Linked DNA regions of Xenopus laevis: region 2 is linked to region 1. The links are chromatin contacts, called in public Hi-C maps. All regions are on one chromosome and are shown on one strand. The core of a region is the stretch at or near the end of the contact, and the rest is flanking DNA. Distances in the headings are between cores, read along the strand shown. Region 1 holds the start of mmadhc.S (metabolism of cobalamin associated D S homeolog). Region 2 has its middle 31 kb from the start of nmi.S.

Region 1 (4,092 bases), core at 39-2,538:
GACCATATAAAAACACGAGGCCAAATATCCTCATATTTTGCAACTGGGGGTACTTTATTTATTATAATACACAAGTTTCGGTGAGTCATGTGACAGGAATGACATCAGAACTCACCGTTTATAACTAATGACATCAGAACTCACCGTTTATAAGGGTATAATTTACAGGATATTCATGGCTTTTGTGTATTATATAGTGAATAAAGTACCCCCAGTTGCCCCCCTCAGAGTTCCATGACCTGTATAAAAACACGAGGCCTTCGGCCTCGTGTTTTTATATGGTCATGAAACTCCTCGGTAACTTATAATATCCTTATATTTTACAAGAGAGGGTACTTTATTCACTATATAAACAGCGCGTTCTGACGTCAGTACGCGCCAGTTATAACAGGGGCCCCAGGCCGCCGAATTTGACGCTGCGCATCCGAATTTGACGATGTGCGTCCGAATTTGACTATGCGCGTCCGAAATGGACGCCGGCGACCAGAATTTTGACTCTGACCCCCCCACAAAATGTAGATTATAATGCATAATGTACCCCCTACTAGAAATTTATAAAGATATCAGAAGTCAGCTCTGAGTTATGTGACCTTTATAAAAGCACTCGGCATGCGGCCTTGTGCTTTTATATGGTCACATAACTCCTTGTGACTTATAATATCTTTATAAATTACAGTAGGGGGTACATTATCCACTATATATATTTAAAAAAAAAAGTAAAAAAAATTTAGTTTCTACATTATGTTGAGAACATAAAAGTGGGAATTTTCTTTGGAAGTTGCTGGAAGCAAATTCATCATAATATACCTTGAAAATGAGTAAGTAAAAGTGCTGACCTCAATTATTTTGGTATAAAAAGCCTGTACATAGAAGCCCTACTGTGGGGATCCCTTCAGTGATAAAGAATCAGAGGGGACCCCTAGCAATGCAGGAAGCCTGAGGTTGGAGATTCAAAGCTTTGTACGTCTCTACTCTGCTTTATAAACAACACTGAATACAGAGACAAGTTTTACGAGGCCATTTATATCCGTGTATTCGCGCACAGGTGTATAAGAGCTCTGGATAACTGGGTTAGGTGTAGATAAGTGTGTTGTGTAGTCGTAGCTCCCACTATGTGCCCTCAATTCTCCAGTGGCCCCACAGGGCCCAGCTTCCTACCTAGTGCACTGGATCAAATATTCACAAGCCGTGTCCTCCTGCTGTCACTGCTCCACAACAGGATACGATGCAATCACTCTTCTGATTGGCCCAGTGAGCTAAACACCGCCTACAAAAGCAAGAGAGTTCACTAATGGCTAACAACGACGACAATCTTGCAAAAGGGTCGCTGGTTGGAGGTCTACTCTGATTGGACGTTAGCATTGAAGGACATGCTTCCAAACCAATGGCAGTCGAAATATGTAAGCGCGGTTGTTAAGCGTAAACGATTATGTCACACTGTATGCAGGGATGTTATACGATGGACTTTAATCATATTGCTCAATTCATACGTCATTTCTTACGTTTGTTGGCATACAGGTGTCTTTAAACAAAGGATTTCTTTTGAATAACTTCCGCAGAGCCTGGTAGTGTTAGTGGAGGATTCTGGGAGTTGTAGTTGTGGTGCAGATACGCACAGGGAACTGCTTCATTATTTTTGCTCCCTTTGATATTTGCTCCCATTTATATAACTTGTGGATATCCATCTATCCGAGTGGTTGGCAGTTTTAAAGACTGTACTTTTTTTTTTTTTTTTTTTAAATAACATCAATTCAGTCCATGGGAATTATTATCAGCATATTATTTTCAGGCCCCCAAAATGTCTAGAGCTTTATCTGTTTAACCAATATTTATTGAAATTTATTATGAATTAGGGCCTCATGGGGCCCCCTGCAGCTGTAGGGTCTGCTTCCCCTGTAGTTACGCCCCTGTCAGTGACTATAAGGGGGCCCACTAACCCTCCCTCTAACTAGGGTTGCCGCCTGGCCCGTATTTTACCTGCCTGGCCGGTAAAAATGATGCTTGATGCCAAAGTTGTAAATTGGAAAATAAACGGCAAGAATATAGGAAGGCCGGTATTTTTTTCCAGAAAAGGTGGCAGCCCTACCTCTAACGCTACCAAACTGTAACCTGTGAAGTGAATCAAAAGACTAACCAATCAGTGGAAAGCAAGAGAGCTGCAAAGCAGGAAGTAATGTTCTGGCTATTATGTTACACATCCAGTCACTCCAGCCTTTATACATTATATTTTTCCCTAACTATATTAGAAACATTATATATTTTGCATAGCCTATCTATTTACCAGATTTTATGTTTACACTAAACAATTCCTTTAAGGGTAAACTTCATAAGACTTTGACCAATCAGCTTTTGGTTTTGTACTGTGATAAGAAACCCACGTAGACATGGCCAATAAATTTAGAATCCCACCCTAGTGCCTTGGTTCCAGAATCAATATAACTCTGTTTGGACCTAAGCCTGGGGATGCATGCCATACTTATCTTGGCATTATATCTTAAAGGGGATATTAACCTACCACAACAGGGCTCCTCCATCTGCATGTGGCAGGGCTACAGCTAAGTTTGAAATCTGGCCTGTACTTTACCGACCTGGCCGGTAAAAATAATGGTTGATCCCAATGTTATTAATTGGGAAAAAGATAAATATATAGGAAGGCTGGTATTTTTTTCCAGAAAAGGTGGCGACCCTAGCTACAGCTCCAATTATACTTCCATAGATTAAAAATGTTTTTATTTTGCACCATAAAAGGAATGCAAACTGCTATATGGCATGTAAGGCTGGTCAAGGGCTATGCCCAGACTCAGCTCATGTGAACAGGTAAATACAGTGGTACATGAAGGTTTGTGGACCTTTTAGCCCATTCCTCTTTATAGAACAGCTTCAGCTCTTGGATGTTCACATGAAAAAGTAACTTTAGGTCTTTTCACAACATTTCAATTGGATTAAGGTCAAGACTTTGACTTGGTCATTCCAAAACATTCACGTTAATCTTCTTTAACCATTCTTTTGGTAACCATTCTGATTTATCACCCCTCATCTGATTCACTGAAGCAGATAGACACTGATGAAAGGGTTTGCAAACATTGGGGCAGATTTACTAAAGGGCGAAGTGGCTGTTGCTAGCGAAAATTCGCCAGAAATCTTATCCGCAGGAACATCGCCAATTTACGAACAGGTGTAGACGACAATTCACTGTGTCGCTAGAGCAGTTTCGCTGGCAAATTTTTTCTGAGGCGAGCAATCGTTACTCTGCAAATTCACTAAAGTGCGAATTTTACAAAACGTTACCTCTTTCACCAGAGTTTCCTTTGCCTACCTTAGACCTGGCAAACTGATAAGATGAAGCTGCATCCTCCTCAATCTCAGTCAGTGAAATCATAGCCTGTATGCCGGTAACTCATTAAAGTTGTAAAAAAAAAGCTGGCGTTTTTTCATATTTTAAAGGGGGATTGTCTTCATGTTGTACAGTGCTTTGCCCTCAAGGAGCGCTTTACAAATAAAAATATACATACATACATACATAAGTCCTAACTATTAAAGATTTTTGTGTTAACAAAACTAATTTGAGGGGTATGCCATATTTATTTTAGGGTGAGCTCATGTCTAGGGCATTAGAGGATCTCTTTATTCTTTATTTTGCTTCCTTGAACATTTGTAATATAAAGTGGCCACTTCAAGCATTTTAACCAACATCTCTAATAAAGACGTCCTATTGTTCCAACCTCACTGAAACTTTAAATGCACCTTTTGCACACAAACACTAGATGGCAGTACAACACTGGGCTTTTCTTAAAGAAACTAATTTCTCATGTAATTTGTTCTGCAGAGAGTTGTCTGGATGTTCTTTGGATTCTTTCCATAATCATATTTGGTCCCCTAAGGAGAATACTGTAAGTGGGAATGCAGATTTTCTGTGATGCTAGCAAAGTGCAGAATTCAATTTTTGTACATCAGTTTTCTTTTCACTTAAATGGCTCAACTTTGCCTGTGTGAGTACAGCCCCGTTGAAAAAAACTGAATGTGTCTACTCCTGCGCTCCCCTGCGGCTGAATGCATAAAAACGGAATGCAGGGGAGCGCAGCTTCAAACACT
Region 2 (4,177 bases), core at 1,321-3,820, 360 kb after region 1:
ATATATATATATATATATATATATATAAATATTATCTCATAAACAAGATAGAGTATGGTTAATGTGGCTTCTATCTGAAGGACCCTTCCTGTTTACCTTATATTCTGTCATTTAAACTATGGTCTAGTTGCTAGGAGTCTGGCTATTGTTAGCTGCATGATTTTTTTTAATATCGTGTGGCAGTGCTGCAAAATACAAAACAAAAGAACAGGCCAGAGGTGGCTGTATTCTGCTATGTAGTACTTGTAATTCTCTGTTCTTGGAAATACTGTGAGGCATAACATTCACCAACAATGGAATACTATGTTGTATGTATTACATAAGCAACAGAGTCATTATTAACTTGGATACAGATACAAATACTTACAACACGCAATACTCTTTAAGTAGTTTAATTAACAAACAAATCAAGTAAGCTGCACCCTCCTCAAAATTAAAGTAAAATTAAAGTAAACTGTAGCTCACCATTGGCATTTTTTTTGGTGGATTCTCCTACAAGGGTGTCCTGTGTCCACACCCCAAAATGACACATCAAAGTATTGTAGTAGAATGCAGGACAAATCCAGAGCAGTAACTTTGACTGCAAAATGCTTTATTGAGGAACATTTTTCCTGATAAAGCATTTTGCAGTCGTAGTTACTGCCTTGGATATGTCCTGCATTCTACTACAATACTTTGAGCAGCACCCTCAGCACCCAGTTTGTTTTCTCGAGATGTAATGCATAGTCTCTAAAAATATTTCTTTATGTATTTTAACTAATGTGAACACTTCAGCATCTTAATAAAACTAGTCTAGAATTGGTTGGGCAGCTATGTGCCACTCAACAAATCAAAAAAGTTGTTATTTGGGTAGTGAGCCATCTCCTACAAAAGCAAATTGGTATTAAAACCACTGAATATGCTCTCCCAAATTACAGAGAGCCAGAGAAGCAGAAGGCAGCAAGGAATAGTGGGTTTCCTTGAGAATACAATGGTATTGGGCAGCCCAGCATGCTGTACTCTGAAAACTTTTTTTTGCTAAAATTGTAACTTGTGTGTGTGTTAAACAATGTGGAAATAAAAAGATATGAAGTAATAGCACATATTTACAGAATGGTATATATTTATAATTTGCAGCTCAGAAGAAGTAGTGGGCCTCGAGGTTTCAGGTCTCACGTCTTCCCCGCAGAGACGCCATGGAGTATCAGGAAGTTGGGATCCTAAAGGCTGGATAACCCGGGGTGTTGAACATACACAGTAGTACTGGGATTAGAAGCCATGATAAATGTTAAAAGAAACTTTTATAAACTTAGGGAAGTGATTATCAGTAATGGTAATTACCAGTAATCGTTTGTATGTACAAACTTGAAATAGTAGTAAGAGGCAGGCAGAGACACAGTCCAGAATCAGGTCAAAGAGTCAAGGCAGGCGGCAGACAAGTGAAGTTGGGGGACAGGCCAGGAGTCAGAACTGGGGAAACCAAGAGCAGGGAAAAGAGGTAGCAGCACTCCCATAATAGAAAACCGCCTGACAACTTTGTCAGCTTGAAAAAGGACCAGGAGGTCCGAAACGTTGCTGTGCCAGATGTAATTCTGAAATAAAGGCGGTTTTATTCTATTATGGGAGTGCTGCTACCTCTTTTCCATGTAGTTTGAAAAATGTGAAGGCGAAGATATTAATTGGCGTGCACCCCTTGAAGTAAGCCTGTTTAAACTTAATGCTGGATGCCTATCTATATGAATCCAAGAGCAGGGTTAGGAGGAACACAGGAGTACTAGAACAAACAGTGCCGGGCCAACGAGGGCAGGCGCCCCAGGCAGCCTGGCCCGGCAAAGCGCCCAATACCTGAGTGCGCATGCGCGAAAAGACAAATGCGCATGCGCAAAAAAATACAAGTGCGCACTTCCGTTTTTCGCACATGCACACTAGTATTTTTCGCGCATGCGCACACACATACGTCGGCCAGTGTAGGGACCGGACTGGGGGATAGCAGAGGCAGAGAAGGTACGTGCCTGGCGCCCCTCCAGCTTTGCGCCCTAGGCACGTGCCTACTCTGCCTACCCCTAGTTCCGGCCCTGAGAACAAGGCAAGAACCTGGAAAATGACTTGGAATCAGGAACAAGGCAGGAATCTAGAACAAGGCAGGAATCAGGAACAAGGCAGGGAATCAGGAACCAGAGGGAGAGTCAAGGTAACAGGATACAAGATCGGAAGTCACAGGAAAGAGAGAGGCTAGATCACAGAAACAGCTTAATGACCAATCACTGGGCAAATGTCAGGGTCAGGCTTTTAAAGGGTCAGGATAGTATAATGAAATACAGATGGGGATAACAAGATGGGTGGAGAGATGAAGCAGAAGACAGTAGTATAACAGGAGAATAACAAGAAGAATAATGAACAAGACAGCACTAAGGACCTCCACTGGCACAAAAAGTAAGTGCACAAGTAACTCAGCACGTCCAGAGTTTGAAACCCAGCAAGTCCTGACACCAGGCACTTGTATGCATTTACATTCCACAACACTGGGGGCTCCTGTAGTTGTGAGTTCCAAGTCAGAAAAAGCAGGAATGCTGAGGGTTCAGTAGACAATATTAGAGACAACAGTCCAAGGTTGTGAAGAGGCAGTGAATATAAGAAGTCAAGACAAGCTGAGTCACAGCAGGCTTGTTCAACAGGAACAAGGTTCAGGAACACATAATCACAAGGGAGAACACCTAGCAATAAATGACCAAGTTCAGCGTTCAGTGCAAGTCAAGATGTACAGCAGCATTAACACTTAGCTGAACCCCTGTGCACAATGACATACATCCCAGGATATGGAGACCAGTAAATTTGAGAAGAAAGTTAAGTGATTTGCTTGAGAATCATAAGGCAAATACAATGGCTGTAAAGCACTCACAAATTAGTAAAATGCTACTCTCTAGTGATGAGCGAATCTGTCCAATTTCACTTTGCAGATTTTTTTTTCAAAACTGTGTTGACTTTTTTTGTCTCAGCAATTTTTTGTTAAAATGCATTAAAGTCAATGGGCATTTTTTTTGTCTTGGCAACACTTTTGTCTTAGCAACTTTTTTGTTGCAGTGAAAGTTTTCATGGTGGATTTTTGCCACTATTTCATGAAAACATTTGCAGATGGTGAAATGCAGAAATTCACCGCAAATCCATGCCTTGGCGAAAAAGTTTGCTCATTACTACTACTACTCTCTCAAAGAAAAAACCCGGTGGGCTCCTGGCTCTTGTGGGCCCCGCTGGCAAGTCAAGTCCAAGACAAAGTCCATCAAGTCCAACCCCTCCAAATGAAAACCCAGCATCCATACACACACCCCTCCATACTTTCACATAAATTCTATATACCCATACCTATACTAACTATAGAGTTTAGTATCACAATAGCCTTTGATATTATGTCTTTCCAAAAATCATCCAAGCCATTCTTAAGAGCATTCAAAGAATCAGCCATCACAACATCACCCGGCAGTGCATTCCACAACCTCACTGTCCTGACTGTGAAGAACCACCTACGTTGCTTCAAATGAAATGTATTTTCTTCTAGTCTAAAGGGGTGGCTTCTAGTCTGGTATGGTGATCCACTTTATGGGTAAAAAGGTCCCCTGCTATTTGTCTATAATGTCCTTTAATGTACTTGTAAAGTGTAATCATGTCCCCTCGCAAGCGCCTTTTTTCCAGAGAAAACAACCCCAACCTTGACAGTCTACCCTAATAAAAATAATATATTTTTTATACCTACATTGTTTAGGGGTATAGTTCTCATTTAAGGAAGGGCAATCCAGGGAAGTCATCACTGTACCAGCAAATCTGACTGTGTCTGGAGCAGCAGTAAATGTAAGAAGCTGTGAGGTATGGGAGGAGTGAGGGGAAGAGATGCATGGAGGAAGCTGTGCTCTGCCTCTTTGGGGGATCAGAACTAGAGATGGGCGACATTTGACCCGTTTTGTTTCACCAAAAATTCACCGCCAGTGAAAAAAATCACCCATCCCTAATCAGAACTGTCTTCATCATAGCATATCAGTGACCACTTACCCTACTGGCAAGCGTGAGATGAAAGTTCTGGAAGGGAAGCTATTTACTGTATATAAAAGCCATTCTAAGGAAAGGGTAGAGTGGACCTAAAGAAGGGCTAGGAGAATAGTTTATATTTATATGGACTCAAACCTTACTTGGTAGCCAAGTATATTGT

The links. Hi-C and Micro-C count contacts between places; a contact is called where the count stands out from the background.
Region 2: a Hi-C map of the XL177 cell line shows a contact between it and region 1, with 6 times the contacts expected there. The contact joins the enhancer-like site here to the promoter of mmadhc.S in region 1. A contact is called at or near these places in 2 of 4 Hi-C or Micro-C datasets (the XL177 cell line and the XTC cell line).

What each region holds. Positions count from the first base shown.
Region 1 is chr9_10S:59,319,068-59,323,159 of Xenopus_laevis_v10.1, forward strand. It overlaps mmadhc.S (metabolism of cobalamin associated D S homeolog), which reads right to left and starts at 1,289. Exons shown (of 8, transcript NM_001096531.1): 1 at 1,159-1,289.
Region 2 is chr9_10S:59,679,196-59,683,372 of Xenopus_laevis_v10.1, forward strand. No RefSeq gene overlaps it. Among protein-coding and RNA genes, the nearest start is that of nmi.S, 31 kb to the right of the region's middle. Within about 2 kb of position 2,571, at least 1 of the 7 cell types and tissues checked has an H3K27ac peak or open chromatin away from gene starts, as enhancers often do.